Regions from separate parts of the Mus musculus genome. Here region 2 is linked to region 1. The links are chromatin contacts, called in public Hi-C maps. All regions are on one chromosome and are shown on one strand. The core of a region is the stretch at or near the end of the contact, and the rest is flanking DNA. Distances in the headings are between cores, read along the strand shown.

The links. A called contact is a pair of places that touch in the nucleus more often than the background predicts.
Region 2: a Hi-C map of bone marrow-derived macrophages shows a contact between it and region 1, with 27 read pairs. The contact joins two enhancer-like sites. A contact is called at or near these places in 2 of 15 datasets of contacts at CTCF or cohesin (both in the NIH/3T3 cell line), 4 of 484 Hi-C or Micro-C datasets (bone marrow-derived macrophages, large pre-B cells, megakaryocyte progenitors and 1 more) and 7 of 115 datasets of contacts at active chromatin or transcription factors (bone marrow-derived dendritic cells, embryonic stem cells, intestinal crypt epithelium and 2 more).

Annotation. Positions count from the first base shown.
Region 1 is chr16:24,013,111-24,020,207 of GRCm38.p6, reverse strand. No RefSeq gene overlaps it. Among named protein-coding and RNA genes, the nearest start is that of Bcl6, 28 kb to the right of the region's middle. Within about 2 kb of position 3,282, at least 28 of the 459 cell types and tissues checked have an H3K27ac peak or open chromatin away from gene starts, as enhancers often do. A contact at or near this core is called in bone marrow-derived macrophages, where this site is marked.
Region 2 is chr16:24,310,637-24,317,851 of GRCm38.p6, reverse strand. No RefSeq gene overlaps it. Among named protein-coding and RNA genes, the nearest start is that of Gm38456, 18 kb to the right of the region's middle. Within about 2 kb of position 5,006, at least 51 of the 459 cell types and tissues checked have an H3K27ac peak or open chromatin away from gene starts, as enhancers often do. A contact at or near this core is called in bone marrow-derived macrophages, where this site is marked.

The sequences.
Region 1 (7,097 bases), core at 2,033-4,532:
TGCCTCTGCCTCCCAAGATTAAAGATGTGCACCACCACTGCCTGCTTCGAAAATTTGTTCTTAATTAAACTGCTATTGCATATATTTGCTATGGGAAGAAATAAAAAAGAATGTTCAGTTTCGAGGAACATGGAGGAAGGTTTGGAATAAAAAAGAGGTAAGTTCTCTTAATTGCCAAGACTTTGAGCACAGAGTACTTTGGCCCTCAGTGGAACTTTGAGCTCCTCACCAAAAAAAACAAAACAGGGCAAAAAATGAAACAACAAACAAACAAACAAATCCAATGTCCTGAAATCTAAATAAAGCAAATTTGGTTTTTGATTCCCAAAGGTTCAGATTAAGAACACAGCTCTTTCATGCAGAAGTAAAACAGAGAGATGAAATGGCCACTATAAATAACTCCAGAGTCTGGTCAATAACAATTTCGTTTGATGTCCTTTAAAGAAGCTGGGATGCAGCCAGAAGAAAGGTAACCAATAGGTTACGCCAAGAAGCAAGAAAATATCTACAGCTGATTTCATTTTCATAGTACTTAAGTACCGTAGGTCGCAGCTGGACCTGCTGCCCAAATTTCTCCACTGCCACTCAGGCTATGCGGCCTCTGTAACACTAGCATGTCTGCACCCCAAAGTCCCACTCCAGAAAAGACCCCTGAAACCAGAAACAATGAAGTTCACATCTTAGATGAGCCGCATGGCTGCTGTGGCCTCAGACAAGTTATCTTAACTCCTTCTGTGCTTCTTCATTGCTAAATTGTCCTCACCTCTACCAGAGAGCTCTACCAGAAAGCTATGAGTGATAACATAATTTGGTGACATCAATGACTATGATGTCACCAAAGCAACACATGAATGGAAAAGCACATTGGGAGGGATCGAATTTTCTAAGCAGGAAAGGCTATGTATTACTGAAAATCTAAGATGTATGCGGAGAAACACCAGAGCGCTCACTGCTCTTCCAGAGGACATGACTTTGATTCCCAGCTCCATCTTTGGCCGCTCACAACCAGCTGTAACTTCAGTTCCGGAAGATCAGATAGCTTCCTCAAGCCTTCATGGGAAGCAGCAGTATTCACTTATACAGACACATATGAATAAAACATAAAAATATACTTTAAAACTTCCAAGAGGTGAGAGTACAGATGTCACGCCACCCACAGTTGCTAAGAACACAAACAAATGAAAAAAAATCAGGTAAATGCATAGAAATACCCCTGGAGTATGCAGAGCAGAGTCTCCAGATCTCAAAAGCATCTCCCACAGTGTAGTCAAGGATTTTACCCAGGGCTGTCTCAGTCCATCTCCTTCATGCCTATGTATTAATTGCACATTTTTTAAATCTACTTTAGGGATGTCTCTCCCTGACCTGCCTTCCTGTCCAGATTGATCCTCTTAATCTTCCCCAAGAAAAGATTCCCCCGATGACCAAGGATGTTGAACATTTTTTTTAGGTGCTTCTTAGCCAGTCAGTATTCCTCAGTTGAGAATTTTTTGTTTAGCTCTGTACCCCATTTTTAATAGGGTAATTTGTTTCTCTGGAGTCTAACTTCTTGAGTTCTCAGAAAATTGGACATAGTACTATCTGAGGTCCCAGCAATACCACTCCTGGGCATATGTGCAGAAGATGGTCCAATATGTAATAAGGACACCTGCTCCACTATGTTCATAGCAGCCTTATTTATAATAGCCAGAAGCTGAAAAGAACCCAGATGTCCCTCAACAGAGGAATGGATACAGAAAATGTGGTACATTTACAGAATGGAGTACTCCTCAGCTAGTAAAAACAATGAATTTATGAAATTCTTAGACAAATGGATGGATCTGGAGGATATCATCCTGAGTGAGGTAACCCAATCACAAAAGAACTCACATGATATGCACTCACTGATAAGTGGATATTAGTCCTGAAGCTCAGAAAACCCAAGATACAATTCACAAACCACATGAAACTCAAGAAGAAGGAAGACCGTAGCGTGAATACTTCTATCCATCTTAAAAGGGGGGAACAAAACACCCATGGCAGGAGTTACAGAGACAAAGTGTGGAGTAGAAACTAAAGAAATGACCATTTAGAGACTGACTCACCTGGGGATCCATCCCATATACAACCACCAAAACCAGACATTGTTGTGGATGTCAACAAGTGCTTTCTGACAGGAGCCTGATATAGCTGTCTCCTGAGAGGCTCTACCAGTGCCTGACAAATACAGAGGCAGATGCTCACAGCCACCCATTGAGCTGAGCACAGGATCCCCAATGAAGGAGCTAGAGAAAAGAACCCAAGGAGATGAAGGAGTTTGCAGCCCCATAGGAGGAACAACAATATGAAGTAGCCAGTAACCCCAGAGCTCCCAGGGACTAAACCACCAACCACAGAGCACGCATGGTGGGACTCATGGCTCCAGCTGCATATGCAGCAGAGGATGGCCTAGTTGGTCATCAATGTCCTATGAAGGCTGAATGCCCCAGTGTGGGGGAATGCTGAGGCCAGGAAGTGGGAGTGGGTGGGTTGGTGAGCAGGGGGAGGGTGTTTTTCAGAGAGGAAACCAGGAAAGGGGATAACATTTGAAATGTAAATAAAGAAATATCCAATAAAAAGAAAAGGAAAGGGAAGGGAAGGGAAGGGAAGGGAAGGGAAGGGAAGGGAAGGGAAGGGAAGGGAAGGGAAGGGAAAGAAAACAAAAGAAAAGAAAAGAAAAGAAAAGAAAAGAAAAGAAAAGAAAAGAAAAGAAAAGAAAAGATCCCCTCCCCTAATTCCTCCTGCTGTCTTTTCAAACTCAATCTGAATATCTCTGGTTGTTTTATTTGTATCCCATATCCTGGTTGTTTTCTTTCCATGGATGCAAGTCCTCTGAGGTCAACAGTTTGTCTTTGTTTTTGTTGCCAAGCAAATGCTAAGAGACAACAGTTGACCCTGGGGGGGGGGGGGGAGAGAGAGCGAGCAAGGGTGGGAGGAAGGGAGAGAGAGAGAGAGAGAGAGAGAGAGAGAGAGAGAGTGGGAGGAAGGGAGAGAGAGAGAGGAGAACACTTCCACTTCACACCTTTGGTGTCCTTTCATCCTTTACTGCTACCCAATAATGTTAATCCCTCACTTAGCAGTTGAGAACACAGAGGATTGGATAGGTTAAAAAGGTGTCTGTGTTCATAACTGTTAAGCAGGGAAGTCAAATTGGAAGCCAGGGGTTATCTCACTTGTTTTCTCACCCATGCCTCCAGACACTGTACATGGGTGGGGTAGGAAGCACCCACAAATGCTCGTCAATCAAACAAGGAAGGAAGAAGTAGATGGGGAGGAACCTGCCAGTCTTCGGATATGTGCCTGTCTCTGCTCCACGTAGAGCTTCAAGTTCTTTCTAGGTAGTGGCTGCACAGTGAGCATAGCCTGAAGGAATTAGAGGCTGCGTGCTGCGCCTGGCTAGCCCTCACTCTTTCTCCCAGCATTTATAAGCAGGCTGCTGTGTCCTGGACAGATGGCATAGGAATAGAGAATAAAGCAGATATTTGCTCTGTTCTTTGATAAGATGGTATTTACTGGCTTTTTTTCGAGTCTAGGGAAGAAGATGTTGCTAAAAGAATAACAATAGTTTGCACTCAGGGAATGACCAACAGAACATTAGAGGTGACCAGTAAGGTAAGTCCCATGCTGAGCATGAATAAGCGTCCCTTCAGAGAGGAAACCAACCGAGCCGAAGATCACAGAGAATAGCCAGATGACTCACCCATCAAAATGGGAAGCTCTCTCTGGAAAAGATGGTGGCACCAAGGAGACCTAAACCACAAATCCACAGAGGCCCTTACCACACCAGGGACTACGTTCTTGTTTCTTGCTGCTTGTGGTGGCTTGGACCCTGTCAGCCTGCCAGGAGCTGGAGAGGCAGTGAAACAAAACGTTAGGATCCCCTCAGACCTAGACTCACTTTGTCTGCCTCTAAGTCAGTGGTTCTTGATCTTTCTAATGCTGAGTCCCTTTTTGTTGTGGTGTCTCCCCCAACGTAAAATCATTTTCCTTGCTACTTCATAACTGTAATTTTGCTACTGTTATGAATCATAATGAAGAATATGCAGAATATCTGCTATGCCACCCTTTGGGGTCTCAACCCAGAGGTTGAGAGCTGCCACTCTAAATGAAGCTTCCCCGAAGCAGCAGCAGCAGCAGCAGCAGCAGCATAGATGTGGGCTCTGGGCAAAGTGGAGGCAATCACATTTTACTGTCGCGGAATTGTGAAGAACAAGGAGCTACTGCCTGTGACGTCCCTAGACCAGTGGCTGGCTTATAGTAAATGGTCAGTACCGGCTGGCTACTTTTATGGGGCTTTCAACAATGACTCTGTAAATCCAAACTGAAGCATCCAGTGATGTTCAGAAGGAAGAGACTGTGTTTACATCTCACACAGTTCTGAAATCGGGCGCACAGTATCATTTATCGTGCACTTTCTAACAACCTTAGTGCCAAGATGACAGTTGCCCATCACCCAGAGAGAGAGAGAGATTCCCCGGAGCTGCCGTTTATCATTGTTCTCTACAGCCGAGCATCAAGGAGACCACACACTGTGCTCTGTGTCTATGAATTTCACCCTCAACTCTAAGGGCTGCAGGAAAATTATTCTTCTAAGGTCACAAAGTCATATTTGTTTTTACTTACCAGCAAATTTATCAGAACCCATGACCTACTTGTGGCACATGAAAATATTATTCTTACCTCAAAAGTAAATATTTTAATAAAAATCATCTAATATTAAAATGTATATACACTGTAAAAATAATAATTTTATGCAAGTAATTTATAGCAAAATGCTAGACCTAACTTTAATGCAAAATATTCTGATTTTAAATCTATTAAAAAGATGATTTTAGTATAAACATATTTTAACGTGAAAATTTTTTAAGTTACAAATGGTAAAAAAAGTATTTTCAAAATTTCATGTATTTATTATCTTATTATTTATTATACAGTTCTTCTTGCTATTAAAAGCTTTAATTTGCCATATTTTCTATACAGTGCCTTAAATACAAGAACCATAGCAATTAATATTGAGAGATGGTTCTTAAACTGGCAGAGGAGATAACCAGGCTAATTTTATGGGAATTTAATTTAAAGCAAAAACAACTCAAGTTTATGCTACACCAGCAGAAGCCATACTAGCGTTTATTGTTGTGTGAGGCCCCAAATGAGTTGGAGATAATTTAAAGACAGTAGCAACCATGGCCAAAATCGAATGGCCCAAACCTTAGCCCTGACACCTTGGCTATGTGCCTGATGGGCTTCAGCTTGTTCCCCTAAAAAGAACCACCAACAGCAAGCCTGTGAAGTGTTGGATAACTGAGAGCCGATCACAGATGAAAAGCACCCGGAACAGAGTCAATGCAGGTCTCATATTATGGTGATAACCTGATATGCGTGAATGCAGATATGTGAGTCTGTGTTCGTGATACTCTTATTTATTTTTATACTGATATTGTTTTATAAGGCTGCCACCTTGAGAACCAAAGGAGGCTGGCTTGTTTATTTATGGCTGTGAAACTTTCTCTAGTTTCTCCATCAAAGTACATTATCAGTAAGGCCATAACAGCCTCACACATAGATGTGTTACTTATGGCATGGCACACATTGTGTATGTTACCCCGTAGGAACCCTGTAGGGTGGCAAGATATGCTCACTTTTGGCGTTATCTCAACGGGCTGTGTGAACTTAAATTGGCTGCTTGTCTTTCTGACCTCAGATCAACTTTCTACTGGGAACTTTCCTCTAAAACTGTAACAGAATTCTATGCATTCAGACTTTCAGACATAGGTTTGAGATTAGAGAAGGGGGAAATAGCTATTAGAAAGATGACCTAAAGTAGTGGAAATGTTGATTATCCACAGCGTGTCCTAGTGTGTCCAAAAAGGTGCAGTATTAGTCTTACAGTCACACAGCTCTTTAAATGTTAAAAGTGAGTCGATCGTGCTCTTCTTCCCTGTGGCAGACTGTAGTTTTCACAAAAGTGTTCATCATTATTAATACCTTAGTGTGATGCGTGTATTGTTGCTAGCCCTGATAATAGGCACGTACTATGTTTCATATACAATCACTCCTTTTTGATCTGACTGTAGATGTATTTTTGGAAGGGAGCTGGAGCCCAATCCCAGGTCTTACTTTCCTTCATTGAAGTCCCATAAAGCTCCAAGTATGACTGCTAACTGATACTGAGCCATGATAATATCTCTTCTAATAACCGAGTCAGTAAATAAGTTCAAATAGCTGTGAAATAAGTTCTTTGGCCGTGAGCCTAGTCTTTAATGGCCGAGCCATCTCTCTAGCCCAGTTAAACTGTTCAACTTCTAAGCTTGGCCAAAACATAGAAAGAGTCAACTTGAGATGCATACTATTCTCTTCTTAAGAGATACCCCCCAAAATGGAGGCTTTAGTAGATGTGATGTGTTAGAGATTCAAATTAGACTGATGTCTCGCTTCCCTCTGCACCCAGCAATTTTTATGATTCTCTAGTTATATGCACGCTTACAGAGTCAACTCTGGAAGTTGGAGTGTTTGACTTATATTGAGATTTAAAAAAAAAATTAGCTGTGAAGTTCTGTCGGAGAAGAGGGAGATACTAATGTAATATGTGACTAGTTGAATCTTAGTACTGATGACTCCTATATTCCAGGATTCTGAGCCATACAATTCAATTAAATATAGATGGCAGCATTGTGGCAAAAAAAAAAAAAAAAAAAAAAAAAAAAAAAAAGTCAGTAGAGGAAACTGACATGCCCAAACCTGGACTTGGCAAGTAGGAGGGAGCATGATCACCTTACTGGTATTCACTGTGGTTCCTGCTGATTACCTACTCACTTCTACCAGATTTTCTGAGAATCCCAAAGCCTGTTTGGTTTGTGCCCCATTTGGTGCCCAAGCTCACCAGATTCTCCGGCACTTGAATCTACTCCTTCTCTCAGCATACCAGCTCCTACTCGAAATTTAAAAGGTTGTACTTCCTTAAAATGCAGCATTTGCCAACAGAACCTCCAATAATCAACTGACTGGGTGCTCCTGTGCTGCTCACTGGCGATGCTAGGTGATGAGCTCTGGCTTTGTCGTCTATGAGACTGCTCCTTCCC
Region 2 (7,215 bases), core at 3,757-6,256, 300 kb before region 1:
AAGTCAAGAAAAAGGTCAGGGCTAGAAGCAAGAAATATGTGTTTATTCAAGATTTATGTATTTTGATCCCATACAGTTAGGAAACTTCTTAATTTCTTTATTCTTCAATTTCTCCATTCATGAAACTGGATAATGCCTGCATCTTCAGTTTGTTTTGCAGAACAAAGAAAGGGTCATTACAGTCATGTTTGTACAAGCATTTGGGCAATTTAATAACTCCAAACATATACACTCCAAACCATGGTGTTTCTGGGATTCCAACTTTCCTGCATATTTTTGGAGAATTAATTTTATATTAAAGTCAACACACAGATTTAGTACAAAGTGGTATGATAAGATGGAATGGTTTAGAAAGATTAAATGTTTAAAAAGAAGTTTCATCTTATGTCAGAGTTGAGGTCGTGACTGATCCTTCATCTCCAAATCCTACGTGATAGAATTCCATGTTCTCTTACCACCAGACACCATTTGGAGTTCAGGTGAGACTCCCAAGGCATGTTTGCATAACAGTCAATTCCTTTGACTTTTTAAAAAAAAGATTTGTATTTTTTGTTAAATTACATGATCTTAGTTCATATTACTTCAGCAATGTCTTTATGATTTTTTTTAATGGAAGCATGTCATTAGCTGTTATCATATACGAATAAAATAAATGGTTGTGTGGATGCTATGTTCACTGAAAACCCATTGCTGAAGAGCTGGTCTTTTTGGCCACTTAGTGTCTCTTATGTAAGGAAGCAGAAGACAAAACTCTAGCTGAAAAGTTCAGCCCAGTGAGAGGTCATTTCCTCTGAAGAATGCTGCTGATGTTTTTGATCACATGATCATGGCTAGGCAATCTGTTACTATCCCATTTTGCAACGGCAGTCAGGAACCTCCATGCTACCTTATTTTTTTTTTTTTTTTATTTAGCATCATTGAAAGAAACAGTTCTCAACTTAAAGGGGAAAAATGGCTTATTCTGGAACAAATGTGAGAAATCCTGGCTAGGGAACGTATATCTAGGCCTCCCCAATGGCTAGGGAATGTATATTTAGGCCTCCCCAAATAAAGTGTTCTGACATGGAAGAAGTTTTGTAGTAACAGAACAAAGAAAACCATAAATGAAAGGCAGTTTTAAAATACATTTCTGAATAAAACGGAGAGGCAGTTACAGGAAGATGAGGGAATCTCTTCTACAGACCTCTGATGCCATAGGATGCCACCCTCAGCCTTTGGGTTGGTGGAAGCTGTGGATATGATAAATTAATAGATTCTAAAAGGCTTTCATCTATTAGTCACAGGGTGTTCATTCTGACTCAGAGGTGGGGAGGGAATGGCTAACGTTAGTCAAAGGTAATGCAAGTTGCTCTGAGCCTGCAGCATTGCAAGCTCCCCCACCACTGCAGTTCTAATCAGTCCATCATCTGTCTGCAGAGAGAGGCAGCTTCCTTCCAGGCACTCTCAGCATGGAAAAAACAGGCATGAGCAAGGTTCCTGGAATCCCCTTCCCCTTCTTTTATAAAATGGTTCAGTGTGTACATGTTTATCCTGTATGTATGACTGTGCACCATGGGCATACAGTGCCTGAGGAGACCAGAAGAGGGCATCAGATCTATTGGAACTGGTGTTACAGATGGCTGTTAGTTGCCCCGTGGGAACTGGGAATGGAACCAGGGTCCTCTTGTTAATAGCAGTAGCTGCTCTTAACTGCTGAGCCACCATCCAAACCTCTAGGTCTCTGTAACACTGTAGTGCTTTCACTGTAAATCTCTCCTAGGTATTTCCACTTGGATTATTTGAGATGTTTCCCTTTGAGATAGTGTATTGATTACAAGAAAACCAAGTCAGCTCTAGCTTTATTTGCGCAAGAAGTTTTGCATTTAAAGTATACAATTAGAATCTTCCAGAGGTAAGGCCAGAGGCAAGCTGGATGAGAATCCTAGGTTTGCCTGGAGACTTTTGAGTGACACAACTTGACAGTTCCTGATTGAGAAGAACCCTCTCTTATCGCCAGCTCATCCTCAAAAGGAAGCCTTCCAGGTTTGTTGTTCTGTCACTTCTGTTCCTCACCCAGCACCCACAGGCCAGTTGAGAGTGCACATAGGGTCTGTAGTCCACTGCCATTCCCCAGCTGGAAACCACTGGGGGCCTGGTATTGACAGATGTGGACTTCTCACACAGACGCGTTTCTTAAATGTTCCACTGTAGCATAATGTGTCAATCAGCTTTCTCTCCTGGAGACAAAAATATCGGGGATAAACAACCATGTGGAGGAAAGATTTCATTTGGTTCATGGCTTCAGGCTTGTGAGCCCTTGGCCCTGTGGCCCTGGCACTTGGCAAGGCAGAACATCATGGTGGAAACCTGTGGTAAAGCAAAGCTCTGGCTATTCTATCAGAGGCAGAGGGAGAAGTGAGGAAGAGGGAGAGGGAAAGGGAGAAGAGAGGAAGAGAGAGGGAGGGAGAGAGGGGGAGGGAGGAAGGGAGATCTATAGGGCTAGAGCTGTAGTCCCATTATATTTCTAAAGAAAGTGCCACTAAGGACATTTCTTCCTTAAGTGCCCCCACCTGAGTATCTGCAGCTTCCTGATAATGCCACCATGGGGACCAAGCTTTTAATACATGGCCTTTAAGTGACATAACAAATAGCACTCACTTCTTTCATCCCCCGAACCACCCTTTAGTGCTAAGTGGTATAAACTGTGGCACTATTGTTCCTGGAGTTATTAAGGGTCAAGGTCTGGGCCTTGATAGACTCAGCTCCTGTCCTCAGTAAGCCAATGACATCAATAGTAGTGAGGTACAGAAAGAAAGGCATATATGTCCTAGGCATGTCATAGAGCTGTGATCTGTTCTAGGTATGGGCAGCCAGGGAGGAGATAATCTATGGCATGGAAGTTGGTTCGGGGCCATGGTGTGTGGGATTTCGGGGCCCTAGGAGTCATAGATTCACGTGGTCTTCTATACCTCTCGTCTGGCAGGAAAGGCCAGCATTCAGACCCTAAGGCTCCAGGGTTGTTTGATTCTATTGCTATCTTTCAGTTCCTGTGAGAGACTTTCCTTCTTATCTCACCTGACCTACTCATTGACCTACTCAGTCCCGGGGTCCTAAGGCATAGAGGCTGTGTGATTATATTGAACACCAGTCCGGCTCCTCATTGTAAAGGTGGAACTACTGAGCTCTGATTAGTGTTAATTCAGTTAATTACTGAAGTAAGTAACCTTTCAAGTTCCTTATATTGTACCATATAACACTCCCCAGTACACCAGTACAGGGTTAGAGCATGGAGAACAGAAATATTATATGTGTGTGTGTGTGTGTGTGTGTGTGTGTGTGTGTGTGTGCTGGTGATAGCACAGTCAGATCCACTGCATTTAATACATCAGATCCACTGCATTTAATACATCTGCAATTAGAGATTTTGAGCAAAAAAAAAAAATTATGAAAAATACAAGCAAGCAGGAAAAAAAACCCAAGTTAATCGAGTTGTAGTGTTAGAAAAAGTACTTCCCCCGTTGGATATATTGAATTCACTCAAATCTGCTATTGCAGAGCAGAGATAAAAATTAATAGCTTTGTTTCCTGTGATCTCTTTATCAGACGAAGTGCAGGACTAAGGCTCTCAGTTACTTTAATGGAAAAACTGAAGTTGTATTATCAGATGATAAGGCTGTGTCAGGTGTTATTTTATTCTCTTATCTTCCTTGTTCAAGGTGAGGTGCTGGAGTCCTGATGGATGAGCTGGCCTGCCAGCTGGCCTGCTGTGACCATGGATCTCAGAGCCTTGATCTCACTCTGCCTTTCAAGATAACTGTGGCAGGTGAGAGAGGCCTCCAGGCCAGTTGATTCTGATCTCAAACTAAAGCCTTGATGGCTGGGGTCCTTGTCACAGGACGGTGGACTTGAGGAGATCTGCTAACTCAGTCCAGTAAGCAAGGAACATCGGAGATCACCTGCTAATGCTGGCTGAATAAACTCTCCGGGAGGGGGTCATGAAGTGATGTGGCCCAGGGTAGCTGCACTGCAGGTGCTTTCTGGCCCCCTCCCGGAGAGTTTATTCAGTGAGCGTTAGCAGGTGATCTCAGATGTGCCTTGTGTTATGTTTGATCATGATGAGTCATGCCAGTCCCTGCTACCCTTGGGAAGCTCCCAGCCCAGAGGGCAGCAGACTTGATCACGAGGTAAGGAGGCTTATTCATATCCTCCTCTGGGCTTCCAGAGCACTTTGTACCTATCTGTACTTCAGCTGTTGTTGTTGTATGTGAGCAGTTATTTGTCTGCAAGACTGTATTTTCCCTATTTGAATACAAGCTCAACAGAAAAGGGTGAAGGCATACATGTGGTCTCATGCCCACTGTTTTAGCACCATGGATGAAGTAAAACCAGTATGTGTGAACTATTAGTGTGTATGACAGCTGTTGTGTTTATTTGTTATTTAATTACTGGTGTGTATTTTTTTTTTTACAGCGTCACCTTCAATCAGTTTTACTAATAGCAGAGGTTTCAAAAAGAAGTAGCTAAAAAAAAAAAAAAAAAAAAGAAGTAGCTTTACTGAATGCTGGGCATGAGGTCATAATTTCACAGCTCAGCCCCCTATTCACTCACAAAAAGGCCCTGGTGTCTCATCGTTCACTGGTGCTAGTGGTGGATCAGGGCTGACCATGGGCCAAGAGAATGTTGGCCACCAGTGAGGCAGAATAGGTTCTGATTGTTCTAGCTCTCCACTGAGATCAGGATTAGGGGCCAGGTTGTCCCCTGTCTAAAAGCCTCAGTTACTTTATCTGGGGGGCATTTTTATGAACAGGGACTCATAAAGCTCTGTCTATCATGCTTCTAAAGGCTGTTAAGGGAGTCTTATGAAAATGGATGTAGAAGGCTTCCGGGGAAGATAGTAGACTAGGCAGTGCCTCCATGTAACCTAGCGAGGAAAAACCAAAACATGAAAAAAATACACTATATTTCAAAAGGAGAAAGAGGAAGTGCTCCGGAAGAGTTCCAGAGTAGTGATGTGATACCCCAAGAGTGCAGAGCCAAAGAATGACCTCATCAGCCAACGCTCCATCCCTATGGCTCCTGAGAAGGGCTAGCACACTATCTACGTTAGTGGTTCCATTGTCTGACCTATGGTTCTTGGTGAGGTCAATGAACATTAATTAATTAAGTATATTCCTATTTCTTGTACCATTTGATTGTGATGCTATTCTAACAGTTTGCTTTCCTCACACTGACTGGTGCTGGAGAGTGAGCCCTCAAGAGTAGGTTCCTCAATAAGAAAATCTCCAAATCCAACTAGTTGAGATGTCCAACAAATGCAAAGATCACATCACAGAAGTACAAGAGTTAGCAAATGGCAAGGTGGCACTAATCCTCTACCAGGTCACAAGTCTTTTTTTTTTTTTTCACTTTTAAAATAGACTATTATAATCACTTTATTTTTGCATTGGGACTTTTTTGCTTCTGAGGTTTTTTTTTTAATATTTTTTATTACATATTTTCCTCAATTACATTTCCAATGCTATCCCAAAAGTCCCCCATACCCTCCCCCCCACTTCCCTACCCACCCATTCCCATTTTTTTGGCCCTGGCATTCCCCTGTACTGGGGCATATACAGTTTGCGTGTCCAATGGGCCTCTCTTTCCAGTGATGGCCGACTAGGCCATCTTTTGATACATATGCAGCTAGAGACAAGAGCTCCGGGGTACTGGTTAGTTCATAATGTTCCACCTATAGGGTTGCAGATCCCTTTAGCTCCTTGGGTACTTTCTCTAGCTCCTCCATTGGGAGCCCTGTGATCCATCCAATAAGGTCACAAGTCTTTAACTGTTGAGTTAAACGATGTTAAAACAGGTGAAACACTGCATGAAGATTTCAAAAGTTTACTAGTAAACACGATGAATTACCTTAAGGAGGATATGAACAAGCAAATAAATTGAAGCCAGGACCCAATTTGAACGTCAGCAACATAAAATGGAAGTCAGCAAAATGAATGAGAAGATAAGGAATGTTCAGAGGGAAACTGAGATTTTGAAAAATGAAGCAAACAGAAATGCTGGAAATGAAAAAAACAAAATACTCAAATGAGTAAATGAAAAAGTACAGGGGGAATCGTGACCAATGAAGCCAACCAGGAAGGAAAAAAGAATGTTGCAGATGGAGAATAAGATGTAAGACATGCTTCCCTGGGACATCAGGTAAAAAACCAATGGGCTTGGGCACAACATTCAAGAATTCTGAGATAGACCCAAGAGACCAGACATAAGAATCCTGGGGCTAGAAAAAAGAAACATGCAGAAAATAAAGAGTAGAGAAACTATTTGATGAAATTATAGCAAAATTTTCCCTTAGTCCAGAGAAATGAATGTCCAAACACAAGAGGCAATTACAGCCCCAAATAGACTTGATGAACCCCTTTCCAGAACATTCTAAGATGTGAAGACTACAAAGTAAATAATTATTAAAAAGCTGTGCAGGAAAAATTCCAACTCACCTACAAAGACAAACACAGCCGAATATTATCATCTCTATCGCAAGCAACTCCAAAAGCCAAAAAAAAAGACCAATATATTTTAAGTCTTGAAAGTAAATCACTGCTAACCCAAATTACTAAATCCAGCAAAGCTATCATTTAAAATTGACCAAGAAATAGGTGCATTTTGAGATAAGCACAAACTAAGGCAGTTCATGACCAGCAAACTTGACTGCAGAAGGTACTTAAGGGAATGCTATACACAGGAAGAGAAAAGAATCAAGTTTAGTAATGAGAACAAAGGAAAGAATACATTTTGGGGAAAGGATAGAAGAACACGAGGGAGCTATGTCCAAACAGTAAGTGAGAAACCCCTCATGCTAAGGAGGGGAAAGGGAAGAACCAACAGTAACCTAGCTGCAAGTAAACAGCCAACAGGATCGCAGGGTTTAGTCAACAGCTCTCAATAAGAATCTTAAGTATAAACATCCCCAAACCACCAATAAAGAGACACAGACTGGCTGACTGGATAAAGAGCCTGGATGTAATTGTCTCTAATCAAATCTCACTGACAAAGACAAAGATTGAGAGTCAAAGGGTAGAAATCAATTTATCAAGCAAAATCCATCTAGAAACATGGTGCCGTAGCTATTCTAGTGCCCAATAATGTAGACTTTAAACCAAAATTAGTCAGAACAGATACAGAAGGCCATTACGTACTGTTAGAATGATCCACTTAGGTTACTTAACAGTTATAAATATATAT